Regions from separate parts of the Arachis hypogaea genome. Here region 1 is linked to region 2. Evidence: chromatin contacts called from public Hi-C data. All regions are on one chromosome and are shown on one strand. Each heading gives the region's core, a stretch centred on a gene start, on an enhancer-like site or on the middle of the called end of the contact. The rest is flanking DNA. Distances are from core to core; before and after follow the strand shown. Region 1 holds the start of LOC140183402. Region 2 holds the start of LOC112790182 (probable 3-hydroxyisobutyrate dehydrogenase-like 1, mitochondrial).

Evidence for each region. A called contact is a pair of places that touch in the nucleus more often than the background predicts.
Region 1: a Hi-C map of an unstated tissue shows a contact between it and region 2, with 4 times the contacts expected there. The contact joins the promoter of LOC140183402 here to the promoter of LOC112790182 in region 2. A contact is called at or near these places in 2 of 8 Hi-C or Micro-C datasets (leaf and an unstated tissue).

What each region holds. Positions count from the first base shown.
Region 1 is chr3:33,032,894-33,036,620 of arahy.Tifrunner.gnm2.J5K5, reverse strand. LOC140183402 reads left to right here and starts at 2,088. Exons shown (of 1, transcript XM_072231816.1): 1 at 2,088-2,807. The coding sequence starts at 2,088. The coding sequence ends at 2,807.
Region 2 is chr3:32,904,807-32,908,387 of arahy.Tifrunner.gnm2.J5K5, reverse strand. LOC112790182 (probable 3-hydroxyisobutyrate dehydrogenase-like 1, mitochondrial) reads left to right here and starts at 2,061. Exons shown (of 1, transcript XM_025832449.3): 1 at 2,061-3,544. The coding sequence starts at 2,393. The coding sequence ends at 3,394.

The sequences.
Region 1 (3,727 bases), core at 839-3,338, 130 kb before region 2:
CAATAAAATTTAGGTTGAGATATTTTTATTACGTGAATTCAATATTCATTTTTTTTATGTGAATGAAATAAAATATTTAATATTTTTATTTGATTATATTTATTTTACTTTAAGTTAGAAATAATTTGATTTATTGGATATTTTGATCTAGATCTGTTGAGTTTGGAAAACAAATTTCTGTGATGAACAAACATTATAAGCTAAGTGTCAATTATTTGTTTAATTTATTTGGTTTAGTATGCAAGAAAATAAGTTAACCAAATTGGTCTAAGAAACTTGAGATCCTGCCCAAACCCGGTCTGGCCCATATATGCACACAATATGACTTACAGATTGATCACCCATTAAGCAAGTCTACACTAAATACCCCAATCTTGATCCAAGATAGGAAATGGCTGAACCTAGCCACAAGTTACATGGCCCAAATAAAAATCCAAGCCCATTCGGTAATCAACTACACTTCCCACTTTTTGACACTTAAACCCCAAATTCATTCCAATTAATTTTTTGACGCTTCTACCGAAAGCCAAATTCTTTCTTCTCTCTCCTCTCTCTTTCACTTTGGTCACATCTTCCAACAAGGAAGAAAGAAAGAAAGAAAAAAAAATGCAGTAGCTATGATGGTGTGAAGAACAAAAAGCTTGTTTTCAAATCCAAGCAAGAATAAAGAACTACAACCAAGAAGCTAGTCACTCTTCGGTCAAAACACATCAAAAAATTTCTTTCTTCTTTTGTGCTTCATCAAGGAATCAAGGAGAAATCTGCCAAGAACCAAGAACAGAACAAGCAACAATGAAGAAAGCAAAGTCAACAATTGTTAGAAGCTCATCAATGCTCAGAAATAAAACTTGAAGCCAAAGCAAGGCTCCACGGTCAAGATTGAAGAAACTTGAAAAAAAGAATGAGAGAGAATGGGTAAGTTGCATGCAACCAATTCAGATTTTTCTCTCCTCACTGACAAAGCCGCTACAAGTTCTGTGAAGGAGAAGAAGATAGTATGGACTGTGAACTAGCTTCAACCTGGGAAGCTTCACTCTTCTATAATAAGGGTGAATGGCCAAGGGTTGAAGGCAAGAGAGTAAGAACGAAGCACAGTGTTCAGTTCTTATAGCTTCCTAAACTTTTGAGTTCTTCTCCTTCATGGTTCTCATTTAGTATTCTCTTTTTCTCAATTTAGTCTGTCTGAGTCTCATTGAAAAAAGGCAAACATGGTGAGGTTTGTAAGAAAAGCCAATGAGAGGTAAAAAATAGTTAGTAAAACTTGGAGAAAAAGCCATAAGATGTTTCAGATTTTCTTTATACATCTTTCTGTTTTAAGTCATGATCCTGTGGAGATTCCCTTGTAAGTTGGGTTAGCACTTTACTGTTGAAAACTAGATTGAGATCTAGTCAAATTCAGATTGTGTTAGAATATGAATTTGTCCCAGATAGGATTGGGTAGATCCTAGAAAAACATTGGTGTATGTAATATGTTGAAAAAGTTAGTGAAATCCCATCATAATTATGATGGAGACTAGATATAGGCTACATTGCACTAGGTAGCTGAACTAAGATACATCTGTGTGTCACTTCTTCCTCTCTACTTCACTTCTACTTTTGCTACTCAAGAGATAAAAATAAAGTGTCTCTTAACTCGATACAAGACAAAAGCAAACACATCTCCTAAGTTTCTTTGAGAAAACAAAAAGTAATATTCACAAGAGATGCTAAGATTCAATCCCCCATTCTCTTAGCCACTGATAACCATCAATTGGTATCAGAGCTTAGTTTCAAAGAGATCAAGCTTTGTAGCTTGGACAAAAGATCCTGATGGCGAACAACAATGGCTCCAACATGGTGGCATACACTCTGACAGAAAGCCAATCCAATAACAGACCTTTGTTCTTCAATAGAAAGAACTACAACTATTGGAATGAGAGAATGAAGATCTTTGTTTAATCAGTAGATTATAACATTTTGATGATAATCTTGAATGGTCTCCAAATCCCAACCAAAACAAAAGCAGATGGTGTAGTGATTTCTAAGACTGAGGACAAATGGAATGATGAAGATAAAAGAAGATAGAGCTCAACGCCAAAGTTGTCAACATGCTTAATTGTGCTATCAGCTTCGAGGAATACCGAAAGGTATCAAGATGTAAAATAGAAAAGAAAATCTGGGACAAGCTCCAAGTCACCCATGAAGGGACTACCCAAGTCAAGAGAACCAGAATAGACATGTTGAGCAAAGAGTACAAAATATTCTCTATGAAGGAAGGAGAATCTATTGATGAAATATTTGAAAGATTCAACGTCATCATCAATGGCCTAGATGCTACGGGGATTACTCACCCTAAACCTGTGTTAGTGAGGAAAGTTCTAAGAAGTCTCAATAAAGAGTGGGAAATTAAGGCTATGGTTATAGCTAAGAGCAGTATCATTGATCAAATGACATATGATGATCTGAGAGGAAATTTACTTGCTTTTGAAACCACTTACTTAAAAAATGACACAAAAAAGAAAGAAATTGCTCTCAAATCATTCACTGAGTCCTTAGATGATGAATCCAGTGATAACTTATCTGATGATGAGTTTGTTCTTTTTGCTAAGAAATTTAGAAAAATGATGAAGGTTAAAGAAAGATGCAAGGGAGGCAGCTTAGGAAGACCAAAAAGGGACTTAAACAAGATCATCTGCCACAACTGTAGAGAGGTTGGACATTACAAGTTTAACTATCCAAAGTTGAAGAAAGAAGAAAATTCCAAGAAAGAAAAGAATCAGAGAACAAATCTCAAACCTGCCTCATGGCCGATCAAACTAATGAGGTAATTTTCATTGAACCTTCTACTGAAGACCTTCATCTTATGATTGATTATCTCACTAAGAAACTAAGATGCTTCTTAAATAAAAATCATGAACTTGAATCTCAAAATGACATCCTGAAGGCAGAAAACACTTTTCTCAAAGATAAATTAAGGGAAGTCGAAACCGTTGTTGATCTTGTTGAAGAAAACAAGCTACTAAAGGCTGAACTTAAGGGCTATGAGAAACAACATTCTGTGATTGTATACTTGAACTATTTTGAAGAAAATGAAAGGTTTCACAAAGAGGTAAAAAGCTTAAAAGAAGATCTGGCCAACTTTACTCAAAGTTCTGAAAATCTAAATAAACTCTTGGCTAGTCAAAAACATATTTATGAAAAGGCTGGATTGGGTTTTCATAAAAAATCTAAAAACACTTTTGAAAGATAACCTTTTTCAAATATGGCTTCTACTTCAGATGACATAAAGTTTCAAAACCCAACTAATATAAAAAAATAGCAACCAAAAAGGTTTTGTCATTTATGCAATTGAGATGGGCATTTTCTTATTCAATGTTTTATATGTGAAAAAATTATTGGAGATAAAGTGTACAAAATAGTTGGCAACTATAATGGTCTTGGCCAAAGGAGGTGGTTTAACATTCAAGGATCCAAAAAGATTTGGATACCTAAGGTCACTTAAGATTTTTTTGTGTGCCTAGAATCCAAAAGAAAGGACAACATGTGGTACTTAGATAGCGGATGCTCTAGGCATATGACCGAAAAATCCACATTCTTCATCAAGCTTGATGAGTATGATGGGGGGTTTGTAACTTTCGGTGATAATGGTAAAGGAAAGATAGTGGCCATAGGTAAAGTAGGTAAGAATTTCTCATCTTTCATGAATGATGTTTTTCTTGTTGATGGATTGAAACACAACTTACTAAGC
Region 2 (3,581 bases), core at 812-3,311:
ACAGCTCCGGCCACCAGCTCTAATCAGGTCGGACAGAGCAGCACCGACCACCACTGCAAATCTCGTCCGAGATCGACTTATATTTTCAGGTAACCCTCGGAATACTTTCCATCCTAGATTCTCATTAATCCGTGATTAGATAACTATCAATAGGAAAAATTCTAATCTAATTACTTTTATCATTGCCTCCATAACTCTCCAAACTCAAAGCAGAATAGCCCTTGACATCAATCGACACCAGCATGAGAGACCTCTCAGATATTCAAACACAAACAAAATAAACAAATAAAACACAAGTAAAATTAGGTAAATTAATTAGCACAGAGTCACATTAATATGCACAATTAAATATGCCATGACAAGTAGCAAACCCAAACAGATCAATCAAATACAAATAATGCATGCCTGCACTATGGCCGATGAGCTTATTTGTCGGTTATACAGCCAAACCCGACATGTCCAGTAGCTAATCCTGGATAGTCCCTACGTGCACGCATCTCTCAAGAGGAATTTACATCTCTTGGAGGAATTATCCGGAAAGGTCTAAGTGTCCGGCCACATCTTGCGATGGAGGATTAACATTTCAACTAGAAGCAAATGGGAAAAAACCACAATTCTTGTATCTACCCCAGAAGCTCAAATATCAACTGGGAGCAAGCGGGACAAAACCACAATCCTTGCGTCTACCCCAGAATCTCAAACCATAATCCGGAGCAAGTGGAATAACGCCACTACATCTACATAGACAGATATATCTCAACACATCCCGTAGCATGTGAAATAATGCCGCTACATTTACCCAGGCACGTATATTTTACCACATCCCAGAGCAAGTAGAACAAAGCCACTACATCTATCCAGACAGGTATATCTCAGTCAAAGTCAATTTCGTTATTAAATTCACCCTCAATCTCATTTCACTTCATTCAAAATCATATTCAGAATCAATCATCGTTATCTCTCATTATCATAATCATCCTCATCATCCTCAATCAACATCAACTATCATAATCATCCTCATCACATCTCTCATTATATTTATTCCATCTTTTTCTAATTCACTGTCTCACCCTATTAGGTCTCATTCCTAAATTCTCTACCCTCTATTACACCGGCTCTAGACTCATAACAAGGCTTACAGAGGTTTAGAAAGCTAGAGGAGTGGTTGAAAACTTAAAAATTCATTTTTAGCAAAACAAGGTCGTAGTGTACGTAAGCACCTTCTGCGTACGCATAAATTTCAAAATTTGGGAATGTCGCGTACGTGGACCACCTTCGTGTACACGAGAATATTGTTAGAAACGTTTGCTCGCACGCGCGACATTGCAACGTACGCATGAGTTTAAAAATTGACATTGTCACGTACGCGGACTACTCTCGCATATGCGAGAGTACTAGGCAGAACCATTTACTCGCGTCGCATGACACTTCCACGTACGCACGAATGCAGGATTTTCAAAAAGCTGATATGTTGCAGAAAGTTCAATTTTTTTTTATCAAAACTTCAAATGCGAATAAATTTTCCGTAAAAAAATGATTTTCGTCCGTTCTTCGAATGTCATAAGCTACTCGAACCTAGTTTTCATTTAAGATAAGTTTCACAAAATTTGAAGGTTCGAAAACCAAATTATGGCCTATCGAAGTTGGTTAAAAATAAGTTTTACCAATTTTACCAAATTCTTCAAATCTCAAGAACTCTTCATCCAAAACAAACAAAATCATACAAAATTAAATCCTAAATATTTAATTATCATATCTCTATATGCATAATACATATATATTGATTTATGTGAATTATTAATGTACCTTTTAATAATCTTATGGCCAATAATAGTTTAAATTAAATTATAAAATATTTGTCTCTCAATATTATGATCATTATTATAATAAAAAAATTTTAAATTTAATAAAAAAAACTTATTATATTAACCATTTAATTAAATTATACATATAATAAAAATAACTAATTATTTAATACATGATAAATTAAATTGTGACTATACCACTTATTCTCAACCATCTTTCATTTATACCCAAATTAATTATAATAGATTGAATTTTAGATATACTATTATCTCACTACTAAACAATTCTACAATTGAGAGTTTGTTCTTCTGAAAAAGAAAAAGAAAATCAAAATTTAGAGAAGTTGTTTGTTAAATCATATCATCATATTTATTTCTCTGTTTATTCCTTTGAATGTTTTTGGGTATTTTCAAAGGTGTGACTGTGGGTTCCTATTGTTGTACCAAAAACCCTAGACTTCACAGTAGTATATAGAAGCATCGCATCTTAAAAGATCTAGGGACAAAGACAAAGCTGGATAATGGGGTGCGAAGACAAGGGGGGGAAAATGAGATATATATAGCAGCCGTCAAACAAAACAAGCGAGATGCCACTGCCACTCTCCCAACGCTTAATCTCAATTCCACAAGTTATCGCCCGCCGCTACATGGCCTCCTCCGCCGCTGCCGAGCCCATAAGCCCATCCAACACCCGCGTGGGCTGGATAGGTACGGGCGTCATGGGCCTCTCCATGTGCTCCCACCTCATACGAGCCGGCTACACGCTCACGGTCTTCAACCGCACCCCTTCCAAGGCCCAACCCCTCCTCAAAATGGGGGCCCACCAGGCCGATAATCCCCTCTCCCTCGCCTCCAACTCCGACGTCGTCTTCTCCATCGTCGGCTACCCCTCCGACGTTCGCGCCGTCCTTCTCGATCCCCACTCCGGCGCCCTCGCCGGCCTCCGGCCTGGCGGCATCCTTGTTGACATGACTACCTCGGAGCCCTCCCTCGCCGTCGAGATCGCGGCCGCGGCGTCCTCCAAATCCTGCCATTCCATCGACGCTCCCGTATCTGGCGGCGACCGCGGCGCCAAGAACGGAACCCTGGCAATCTTCACTGGAGGAGAGGAATCGGTGGTTAAGCGGCTCCAACCTCTGTTCTCGCTGATGGGGAAGGTGAACTACATGGGAGGAAGCGGAAAGGGGCAATTCGCGAAGCTGGCGAACCAGATTACGATAGCGTCGACGATGGTGGGGTTGGTGGAGGGGATGGTGTACGCGCACAAGGCGGGGCTGGACGTAGGGTTGTACCTGGATGCGATTTCTACCGGTGCGGCGGGTTCGAAGTCACTGGATTTGTACGGACAGAGGATATTGAAGAGGGATTTGGGGCCAGGGTTTTATGTGAACCACTTTGTGAAGGATTTAGGGATTTGCTTGAAGGAGTGCCAGAATATGGGTATCTCCCTGCCTGGTTTGGCTCTTGCTCAGCAGCTATATGTTTCTCTCAGGGCTCACGGTGAAGGCAATTTGGGCACCCAAGCTCTTATTTTGGTTCTCGAGAGGCTCAACAATGTTTCACTTGCACCTGCAATTGCTTCCTCTTAGGTTTGTGGAGGATATGGAACTCTGAACACTGAAATTGTCTTCTTCTTCGACTTATTATTATTATTATTATTATTATTATGTGATGATGTACATTCAATTAGACTGGTGTCGTATGTTACTTGCATCAGATTGCTTGGCCGCTTTTCTCTACTTTGTACGTTTTGGTAATCAGTGTTTTCTAGTTCAA